2 separate regions of the Hordeum vulgare genome follow, and region 1 is linked to region 2. Evidence: chromatin contacts called from public Hi-C data. All regions are on one chromosome and are shown on one strand. Each heading gives the region's core, a stretch centred on a gene start, on an enhancer-like site or on the middle of the called end of the contact. The rest is flanking DNA. Distances are from core to core; before and after follow the strand shown. Region 1 holds the start of LOC123398453 (dehydration-responsive element-binding protein 1H-like). Region 2 holds the start of LOC123397020.

Region 1 (6,157 bases), core at 2,735-5,234, 560 kb after region 2:
TACTCATAGAAACATTTATGAAATGATTCCAAGTGTGTCTCTTGTCACACACAACCATGAATTATCTTAATAAATCAATTTCTCAACTTCTCAAAGTAAGAGCAAATTATCCTAAAGAAGGGATAAATCCATTCGAATAGACAACTTCGTTGAACTCACTTCGTAAGCAATGTCATATTATATATAATACTTTATGTACATACCAAAAATGGTTTAGTTAAATATCTTATCAAAGATAGTGAAATTAATAACATGACCAAACTTATAGAATTGTAAATTTACCAGCCTCTTGCTGGACAACTACGACCTTACACACCGTAAGTATGATCTAAATCATACCAACTGCATATCATACTACTTTCCCCTTGTAGTAATTACGTGGAAACCAATAAAGTATTTCCTATCTGCGATAATTCGGTTACATACTGATATCACCACTCCAGCATGCATCAATGGGCCCTCACAGAAAATTACGGATCTATGTGAGGAATAACGATTTATCCGTCAATCAAAATTATTCACAGCCTGTATGCTGATTGCATCAGCAATAAGGACATTTCCGGCATTAGGGGGAGATTAGTACCACAAAGAATACCGAGAAATAAATTAGACATGTTATTGACATTCAGTCCTTATACCCACGTACTCAAAGAATCTGAACTAGAAGTTTAGAATCACATATTTGCAACTCATTGCAAATCTGCCACATACGTTTACTCGTGACAAAGGTGTCACTCAATTTCATAGTCCTGCAGTAAAGTGTCAGAAAGAGTGGAGATACCTCATAAACCACTCTTCTCCCCAAATGAGAGCAATAGGGGGAGAAATCCGACCACACGAGATATAATCTTGCATATGCTTCCGCGGAAATAGAGGAAATCAAATCCTCAACCAGTGAATGTAATTCAACATCAAGTTGAAAGACACCTCACCTGATGCTCATCATCCAAAACTCGACATAAATGTGCACAACTATTTTGGTGTCGGGACATCGAAACACCTTGACTCCATTGTTGTAGGAAATCACAGGGACTTAAAAGGAATAAATATATTCCCACAAACTTCATCGATTCTACCAGAATCATATAGAATAAAGACTACATTTGTCGACATACATTTCTTCTAAAAATTGATAAAACCTTTTGGGCCCTGAACCAAAATCCATGGTAGAGCGCCTCTTGCACTCATATTGGTTCACATAAAAGGAAGCAAGTAATGAAGAATAACACTCGCTCACCAAAGAGTGGTATTTAGCACAATAATACCTACTACTCATAAGTATCTCCCATAAGGAATACTAAAAACTTCTCACTTAAACAAAGTCAACGAGGTGGTGAGAAAGTGAGGCTTGTAGCAAAAGGGTTCACGCAGAGACCCGACATCAAATTATGATGTAACATACCCTCTTGGTATGAGTGGAATTAAGTTTCAATAATAAATATCATTGGCAGTACAAATAATATTATCCATGCAGTTAATGGATGAAGTGACTACATACTCATATGGGTCACTAGTTTTAGAAATTTATAACGAAGTCCCTGAAGGGCTTACAATTCCGAATCCAAAATAAATCGCAACATATTTGTGTAAAATTTCAGAAGTCACTCTATGGCTTCAAATAGTCAGAAATCATATGGTACTACTGACTAAATGAGTTCCTTCTTCAAAGGATTACTCAAAGGATGATCAGTTTTTATGTGTTAATAAAGTAATCCCAAAATTGGATTTCCTTACATCACCTAAGTGTATATCGATGATTTCATCATCAATGTCTCTACAAGACATAAACATACACAAAATCATCTCAAGATGGAAAATTTGGATTCAACCGAATTTAGCTTAAGCTTACAACTTGAGCATTCTCTCAAGAATACATATCAGTCTACATATATCCAAAACATATACGAGAAGTTCAGTGTGGATATATCATAACAACAAAACACATGTATGGTCATACTACCTTTGATAAGGTACATACCTATGGTTGATAATGAAGTGACATAAAGACCTGAAGTTCTATATCTCACTAATGTCAAAGCACTCATATGATTGCAAACTATGTCAGTCCTGACACCATATTAGCTATGTTTGTTCAGAGTGCAACCCCCAACAAAAGGTACATGCTTGATATATGGAATATTATCTTATATCTTAAGCTCACAATAAATATTGGACAATTCCATCAGGAAATACAAGATATGACCATGATATGATATGATGATATTGGCTCTTTATTTGATCCCAAAGACGCCATATCAATGACTCAATTTGTTGGAATAGCCTTCATATGGAAGTCGTCTAAATGGACTTTAATCGTTATTCCCACTTATCATTCTGACATAATTGCTTTATCTAAAAGCATTGCAAAATATGCATGGCTTGGCAGAATGATTAACCACACTCAAAATCATGTGGTTGAGATTCATCAGAATCACATAACTTGATTTATAAAGCTACTTCCACTTGTGTTACTCAATACCTAGAGGTTATATGAAGAACAATATCATAAATCACATTGCTCGAAAACTACTTATCCTCACGGATTATAGAAAAGTGAGGAAATAATTTGCAAACAAAATCATGTGAAAATCCAATAGATTATACACAATCTTATGTTCTGCCAATGAAATTGGTATGAGACATCCTCCATATTTGCAAAGTTCAGGGGGAGTGATCTCCCAAACTATAACCTATTAACAATCATCAAATTGCATATATTGTACTCTTTTTCCCTTGATGAGTTCTTCCCTAATGGTTTCTCATAAAAGGTTTTTAACGAGACAATATAAACACAAGTGTTTGTATATGCCATATCATTTTCTCCTTATATTTTTTCCCACTGGGTTTTAAAGGAGTTTTCAATGGCATGTCAGATGCACTCTTTTCCCTTATGAGTTTTCTCCTGTAGTTTCTCATAATGGTTTTTAATGAGGTAATACCTTCTCAAAGATCGTATGTCATACTTTCTATTTTCCCTATTGGGATTTTTAAAGGAAGTACTCAAGACATATCAATTGTTCTCTAAACTCACCAATGAATTTTCTCCTTCTCCAAAGGTTTTTCTCATATGAGTTATCAAGAGAAAATAATCATTATATGTTGCATCATTTTCTCCTTATTATTTTTCCACTGGGTTTAAAGAAGATTTAGCAACATATCTGCATAATTCTCATATTTTTCCCACACGGTTTTTAGAGGAGACTTCAAGATTATTCAAAGAATTTATCAAGATTATGAATATATCCAAGAAGACGCGTTGTACAAGGGGGAGTGTTAAAAATAGAATAGTTGCTTATTAATTAAGCTAATTAGGATTAAATTAATTGTTAGATAAGTTACTTGGTTCTCAAGTAACCATGTAATTCCTTGACTCTCAAGGCAACTATGTAATTCCTTGACTGTCAAGTAACTATGTGTTTACTTGGCTGCCAAGCAACATGTTTACTTCCGTTTGAATATAAATACCCTACTTCTATCATCAATAAAGACTAATGGATCATCTTTCATTCATCTCTCTTTCTTCTTCTTTTTTACATTTAACATGCATAACGCGGGGTAAAACTGTGCCACGAGTCCAAGGCTGGTCCATGCTTGTGGCCCCAATTATCAGTTGCCAGCAAGACCTTTTTAATGGTGCAAATCCATGACGCGTCACTTGTCCCCTGCCGCTTGCCCACGACGCGTACAGAACGAGCCTCAACAAAAAAGATGTCTTCTTCGTTTTGACGCTGCTATTCCCTGACGCGTCACTTGCCCCAAGCCGCTTCCCCACACCGCGTAAATGGCACACTCCCCAAGACACTCAATCGCTGGAGAACAAGATATACTAACGCGGGAGGAAAATGCGTCACTTGTCCCAGCCTGCTATATGCCATCATTTCAACGCTGCAAATTCCTGACGCGTCTTCTCTCGCTGCCGCTAGTCTGGAACGCGTCAGGCAGAACTATAAAAGACACTCAATCTAACAAACACTCCCCAGCTCAATCTCAGCCTGCTCTCACACTCCCAGACCTCGGTCCACCGTACGTAAGCTGGAGCCAGCACCGACCACCTACAATAGCAATATTGACATGGCCGGCTCCGATCAGCAGCGGTGCTCCCCTTCCTCGCCGTCGTTGTCCTCTCATCTGAAGCGCCCCGCCGGGCGCACCAAGTTCAAGGAGACGCGTCACCCGGTGTACCGCGGCGTGCGGCGCCGCGGCAGCGCCGGCCGGTGGGTGTGCGAGGTGCGCGTCCCCGGCAAGCGAGGCGAGCGGCTCTGGCTCGGGACGCACCTTACCGCCGAGGCGGCCGCGCGTGCGCACGACGCCGCCATGCTCTGCCTGCTCGACCGCCGCGCCCCGTGTCTCAACTTTGCCGACTCCGTCTGGCTCCTCGCCGTGCCGTCCGCGCTCTCCGATCTCGCTGATGTCCGGCGCGCGGCTCTCAGCGCCGTCGCGGATTTCCAGCGCCGGGAGGCCGCAAGCGGCGCCGCCACGAGGGCCCAGGCGGCGGCCGCCCTCATTGACGAGGGAACCTGTAGCCAATCCGCGCAGTCGTCCATGGAAAATACCGGCTCGTCGTCGACGTCGTCATCCCTACCTTCAGCCGACGGAATGCTTGAGGTGCCGACCACACTGGGCAGCAACATGTTCGAGCTGGACATGTCCGGGGAAATGGACCTGGACACATACTATGCGTACTTCGCGGAGGGGCTTCTCCTGGAGCCGCCGCAACCGCCGGCCGCCGGCGCGTGCTGGGATACCGATGGCGGTGGAGCAGACGCCGCGCTCTGGAGCTACTAAAATACTCCGGCCAGCTGCTTTGACTCTATGCATGGAACAAACCGAAGCTGTTCCCTTCCAGCATGATAAAATTGTGGAACTAAAATCCATCAAATACTGCGACACAGCTGCAAATGCAAACAAACGAAGTTCTAACCTAGGCACAGGAGCAAGAAAATGACACATGAAATGACATGACTGCTCGAAGAATAATAATAGTCCACAGAAGATCCTAGACTGGTGGCAAATGACTGCCAAAAAAGGTACACTATCACATGATGTGTCATGACTATAACTGGTAGTCAGACTAGAAAAATCAACGGCTTGTTAATCAGACAGATGTGGTCAGGGCGCCCATTCGGAAGATGTGGCCTAGGCACCACCCAGGTCAGCTGGTTAAAGCAGCTGGATCCCATTTTTCCGGTCGTCATGGCCACGCGATTTGAGCTGACGCGGCGCTGCTGCCCGGGCCAGCTCCGCCCTCCTTCCCGAATTGCGTGGCCAACATGCAAGATGCATATAGTTGACGTGTCACGTACCTTTTTCCTCTTGCAGCAGATATTTTTAGATCTAGTGTGACTGTGGAAGTGACTAGTGTGCTGTAATAATTGTGCACAACTCGCAATTATTGTGTATATAGTGCAAGGCTTTGTTTTGCCTCTCCACGTAAGGCTTTTGTGGAGACATGGTTGTAATGGGTTGTATAGTGTTCCTCATTACGAACACATATTCATGGGTTTCTTGATGCCTTTGTGAAGACTGTGGCAGGCACCAACATGGTCCGTAGAGACAGAGCTATGACCAAGTCTGCGTGCCTGTGTGGTCCGAAAGTTGATGGCAGTTTTTTTAAGTACTCCCACGGGTTTAGCTTATAAAAATGTCATAGATTGTGGGACGGAGTGAATACTGAGTTTATAATGGTCTACTTAAGAATTCATAGTTTTTTATCCCCTCATCCTATCATGTTTTGTTACATGGCTAGCTCCATCAATGATGGGCGCGTCTTTTTCTTCTTCTTGTTTTCGTTGCCCCACTGGTTTCAGTTTAAGATGAAAATGAGCCGACCTGGACCTGGCCTTGGACCTAGTCTTGTGGCCCAAGGTCAATATGTGAGGCCATGGATCAGCCCATTTTATCAGAAATTCATGACCCCATTGGTCCGTTGGGTATACGAGGCTGATCCAAAATTGAATGAATTCAAAATTGTTGTATTGAAAAATTACATATGATACACCACCAAACAACAAGAAAGGAGTAGCCTTTATCAGCACCAAAAAAATTCCACGTTTACAGTTTATAAGATTGACAAAAACTCCTATACATATACACATCAAAACTACTGCAGAGCCAACACTAAAATAATTATAGAATCACACTGAAGGTATAGGAGTCT
Region 2 (5,644 bases), core at 1,645-4,144:
AAGTAAACACCAAAGTTTTTAATCTTTACAGGTACGTGAGACCCACTTGCATGAAGTGATCCGTGAATAAGCTCAAAATTGCTCCTCACAGCATGGACGTTGTGCGTAAAAGTTCAAAAAACAAATGTGTTTTTATTTTTATTTTGAAAACATGGTTGAAATTTCAAATGGCAAATGCTTACGAAAACCTACATTGCACACACTTGTATGGATTGGTCTGCTAATAAACTGAAAGTGGGTGCTCTGTATGTGGACAATGTTGGGCTAATTTAATTGGTTCCGACCAAATTTTATGTGTGAACGCGAGGTTGAAACTCTAAACAGCTAAATTCCATATAGCACTGACTTCCATCTGCATGTCCCTTCCAAACATAAATACTACAATTGGCATAATTTTATATAAGAACTCAGAATTAAAAGGAATTGGTTTTGCAATTCAATTGAATGAGTCGAATTTCATAGGTGTATGGCATCCAAGTCAACACATCTTCAGTTTAAATTCTACAGTTTTTTTACTGGTAGCACTGTTTTCCATAGGCATGTAAAACAACCAAGGATGGGAATGAGCCAGCCCGCTCTCGCCTGAACCTGGTGCTACTGACCCTCAGATATGTTCGGAGACATGGAGCCCGCCCATCAGTACAGTGGTGGCTGGCCTCATATTGGGTAATATGGTCTGGTTCATTTTAAATACTAGATTTGCACAAGATGGGGAGTGGTAACATTAGAACATCTCTTTAAATAACATCATTTAGTGGTAGGAATTTTTAACATGTCAGGGTCTCTAGAGTATATTTATTCAAAAAAAAAACAAGACATTTATACAACCTGATTTCGGTTTCAACCATGAACTCGTTAGCATATTTCTAACTTAGAACAATGGAAATTTTGGATCCATACTTTCAAAAATTCTTTAAACCCAAGACTACACCCTCACAAATGCATATGCTGCCGTAAATATTGTTGCAACCTTGGCGATCAAATTTGAGTAGACCTGCTCTACACAAGATGCTGGCGGTGTCCGATTCCCCTGGCCCAATTTCCATACGAAGCCGACCCATAAGGACCCAATGGTGTTGAAATTTTAGGCCGGACCAATGTCCCAATAGGTAACCTCAATCCACTCCCATCATGGCAAAAAACCAATCGAGGAAAAATAAACTGTACCTTATAGTGTATTACACCCATCTCGATTTGTTAGTCCCGATTGTTTGGGCCAAAATTTAACTGTATGTTTGACTAGTAAAATGATAATGCATGTCATATGGAACAATATTATTGAATTTGCGTTTCAATGATGTTTTCAATCGTATTACTTTGCTACATATAAATTGTGTTTTATTAGCTAAAAACACGATCAAATATGATGCAAAATACCAAAGGACTAGTATTACGGAAGGTGTCCTTCTACACCAGAGCTCATGTGAACAGTAAGTAACAAAAGTATTTTTTAAATATTCAAAAAAATCTGATTTTTTACAGCAAACTTCGACAAATGTTAAGAGCCTGCAAAATTTCAGCTTGAAATCACTTTGTGTAAGCCGTGAAAAAAATGCTCCAAAATACTTTCAAAAGTACCATTTTCAAAGTTTTGAATTTTTTTTTGCCATGACTTTTACGAATGAAATTTCATGATGAAATTTTACAACCTCTTAGAACATTTGTCAAAGTTTATCTTAAAAAATTCAGATTCTTATGAAATCTTTTAAAATATTTATAAAATTAAAGGCATGTTTGACTATTCATCAACTCCATAAAATTACAGGATCCACGTATCAACGATTTTCCATCTTCACTCTCTTAGCCTGCAACTCCGTGAGCTCCGCAAGCTGATACCGAAGCCGAAGGACTCCAAATATTCCATTAGAGTAACCCCAACGCAGTGATCCATTTTGTCCGTTAGGGTCATCCGGACACAAAAGCTGGCCCAACGGGATGACCCAAACGGACGCATGTGTCCGCCTGCTGTCCGCTTGTCCGCCGTCCCGACCCAAACCTGACGCAAAAATGGAAAGAAATGGATATGAGGCGGACGCTCTCGTCCACCGCTGTCGTCTGCTCGTGTCTGCCCCTGGTCCCACTTATCAGTGACTGCGCCCGTCGCGCTCGCCAAGGGATCTTCGTCGCCGCGCCCGGGACGAACCGGACGCCGCCGCACCCGGAGCACGCCTCTAGCGCGGCGCCTTTGCCGCCCACGGTTGGTAGCGCCATCTCGCAGGCGTCCAGCGCCTCGGACAGCTCCCCGGCCTCGTGCAGGCGGCGGACGTCCTCGGCGCCGCCCAGGTGCTCACCGTCCACGAACACCTGGGGCAGCCTGCCGTCGCAGCCCAGCGAGGCGTGCAGCTCGTCCTTGAACCCGTCGTGCAGCGACAGGTCGCACTCGTCGATGTGCACGCCGTAGCCCAGGAGGATGGACTTGGTGGCCCAGCAGTCCTCGAACGTCTTGCGGATGCGGGTGCTACCGCCTTCTGGTGGCTGTCCGGCGGCACGGGTGCTACCGCCGCCCGCCCATGGGAGATCTGGCGCAATCCGGTGCGGGTGTGACAGAGAGAGGCGAGGCGAGGGAAGATCCAGCGTGATCCGATAGAGAGAGGCGAGGCGAGGAGAGATGTGAGATCTCTGCCTCTCTCTGTCTCTCGAGGAGCGGCGCGAGGGAGGAGGAGGTGCAGCGCGAGAAGGGGCGACGCGAGGGAGGAGGAGGGGCGGCGCGAGGAGGGGTGGCGCGAGGGAGGAGGACGAACGACGCGAGGAGGGGCGGCACACGGGAGGAGGAGGGGCAACGCGAGGAGGGGCGGCGCGAGGGAGGAGGACGGACAGCGCAAGGAGGGGCGGCGCGAGGGTCCGCTGTTTCCGCTTTTACGTTTAAGCATCGGGTGTTCACCGTATCCGCTCCATGTCCGCTAAGCGAGGCGACTCAAACGAATAAAGAACGAACAAAATCTATGTCCGTTTGGATCGCTCCGTTGGAGTTGTCTTTACCTAAATTCATTTGAGCGGGTGTAAAAAAAAATTCAGGGCTGTCCAAAAACAGAGTAACGTCCAACTGTGTCACCGCTGTCCACCCAAGGCGAGATGTCTTTTCATTTGTCGTTTCCTTACCTTCTTGGTTTCTGTTGCCAAGATATTTGGTTGGTCTCCATGGAGCGAATGATTGCACTACAACTGTTCATTCCTTCTTTCTAAAAAACAAAGAGACTGCCCATTTCTCTATTTATTTTATTGAACAAAGAAAGAACCCACGGTCGGCCTTCCTGGAAGTAGAAACCGGGAGCTTTCGCATTTGGGCAAAACATAGCCCCCGACGCTTACTCTCTCTTCTTCCCATATCTGGAAGAACACAGTTTTTTTTGCATATTCATGGTTTGAGATTGCTTGCCAGGCCTGACGCCTGGTGGAAGAACACAGCTAGTAGTACTAGCTACTGATACTACAACTCTAATAATTTACACTGCTTGATCAGTCGAACTAGTAGCTCCACAGCGACGCGGACGTGTTGAAGCCGTCGTCGTGTTCGCCGTCGTCCTCCCGCCACCCTCCGGCGGCCGGCGGCTCCATGAGCATCCCCTGCGCCAAGCTCGCGTAGTAGGACCCGGCGTCCATGCCGCCGATCCAGTGCTCGTCGTCCAGCCCCGATAGGTCGCTTGAGGTGATGGGGGTCGTGCTCTCCTCGGCCGTGCACGCGTCGGCTGGGTGCTGCCCCTGGAACACCTCGAGGGCGACGGCGACGGCGTCCTTGATCTCTTGCGCGGGGGCGAGCCTGAACGACCCAGTCGCGTGGACGGGCATCATCCGCCAGGCGGAGTCGGCGAAGTTGAGGCACGCATCATGGCCGGAGAGGGCGAGCGCGGCGGAGTCGTGCGCGCGCGCCGCCATCTCGGGGTTGGCGAAGGTGCCGAGCCAGAGCCTGGAGTAACCCCGGCTTACGGGGACGCGCAGCTCGCACACCCACTGCCCGACCTTGCCACGGCGTCGCACGCCGCGGTACACCGGGTGGCGCGTCTCCTGCAACTTGATCCGGCCGGCCCGCCGCTTCGGCGGCTCCGACCAAACCGTCCGGTACTCCTGCTCCTCCGGCCACACCGTCATGTAGTCTTGCTCCTCAAACTGCGGCCAGGCGGCAACTGTGTCCATGGCTCGCAGCTAGCGTCGAGAGGGCGTTGTGGCGTTGGTGCAGCTGTGTAGGCGTGTAGCGAGGCAGTAGTATGTTAAGAGCTAGTGAGTTGGAGAGCTGGAGCTCGGAATGGATGAGAACGAGACGAAGGAGGATACAATATGTGACATAGTTATTGCATATTTTAAACATAAAAAGAATACCTACACGAATCTTTACGTAAGATTAATTATATACTCCTTTCGTTTTTAAATATAAATTTTTTAAAAGGTTCCACTAAAAATTATAAATGTATATAAATATATTTTAAAATGTAAATTCACTCATTTTGCTTTGTACATAGTTTTTTTTTATAAAATCTTTAGAAATACTTATATTTAGGACCAAATAGAGTAGGACTTAGATATGCAATACTTAAAGCATCTCCAAAAGTGACGCCAAAAAACACATGCGCGCGGTAAACTGCGTTCTTAGCACGCACGGGATGGAAAATCGCGCTACAGCGGAGGCGGGAAATTAGCACGCGCGAGGGAGAAAGCGGACGTCCGCGCGCTAGATTTGCACTAGTGGGGACAGGGCCTATAGCCCCGGCCCGTAAGGGGCTTTAGTCCCGGTTCACCAACCGGGACTAAAGGGGCCGGACTAAAGGCCTAACCTTTAGTCCCGGCCCTGTTCCAAGCCGGGACCAAAGGTGCTCCATGTGGGCGCCTCGGAGCGTCCTCAGGGGCAGGCCCTTTAGTCCCGGGTCTTAACACGGACCGGGACTAAAGAGTTTCTGCAGATTTTGTTTATTTTTGGGTTTTAGGGTTTTAAGGTTTAGGTGTTCGGGAGATTAACGTGATGCCTCGTTTGGTGTTCGGGAATTAGTTTTTCATATAATTCTAAATAGAAATAATTATGCATATATATAAGATTAACTTATCTTACAAGCGAGCATATATATACAATTATATAGAGATCTGAATTATCGGGACTAGAGCCCGTCTATTGGATTACATGGACCAACATCAGTAATGGCCCCTAGCTACACTAAATCGTTCTTTGTCATCTATAGCTTCCGTCCTCAGAAAGGTCGCAAGCTCCTCTGCAACAGCAATCGCGCGTTGCTCTGGTAGGGACTTCTCCCTCATGGCCGTGTACTATATAAGAAGAGGAGATGAATATGAATATCAATCATGATAACAAAGAATGACGGGTAAAAATAGAGGTGTGAATGTTCATTGCTTACGTCGTATCTATGATCCTTGTGCTCAGAGGTAAACATGCGAATGGTCTCGCAAACATAGGATCCGCATAGATGCGTCCCCCGTGGCTGCTGGTCGCACTTTACGAGAATAGAATATATATAATCAAAATAATAATCTAGCATCATAAATGTATTGAAAATAGAAGTATATCATACTACTACTTACCTGAGCCGCTCTAAAGGTCAGCTTCTCAGGCTCGATACCGGGAGTCACGCACTTGAACCGCTTCAAAACCCTGCCCGACAAGGAAAATGATTTGCTAAGTTTTTCATTAATTGATATATCA

The links. Hi-C and Micro-C count contacts between places; a contact is called where the count stands out from the background.
Region 1: a contact with region 2 is called in a Hi-C map of leaf, with 4 times the contacts expected there. The contact joins the promoter of LOC123398453 here to the promoter of LOC123397020 in region 2. A contact is called at or near these places in 2 of 6 Hi-C or Micro-C datasets (leaf and seedling).

The regions. Positions count from the first base shown.
Region 1 is chr5H:495,665,717-495,671,873 of MorexV3_pseudomolecules_assembly, forward strand. It overlaps LOC123398453 (dehydration-responsive element-binding protein 1H-like), which reads left to right and starts at 3,985. Exons shown (of 1, transcript XM_045092923.1): 1 at 3,985-5,059. The coding sequence starts at 4,072. The coding sequence ends at 4,785.
Region 2 is chr5H:495,110,985-495,116,628 of MorexV3_pseudomolecules_assembly, forward strand. It overlaps LOC123397020, which reads right to left and starts at 2,895. Exons shown (of 2, transcript XM_045091739.1): 1 at 2,882-2,895; 2 at 1,906-2,635. The coding sequence starts at 2,895. The coding sequence ends at 1,906. It overlaps LOC123396669 (dehydration-responsive element-binding protein 1B-like), which reads right to left and starts at 4,271. Exons shown (of 1, transcript XM_045091538.1): 1 at 3,202-4,271. The coding sequence starts at 4,131. The coding sequence ends at 3,466.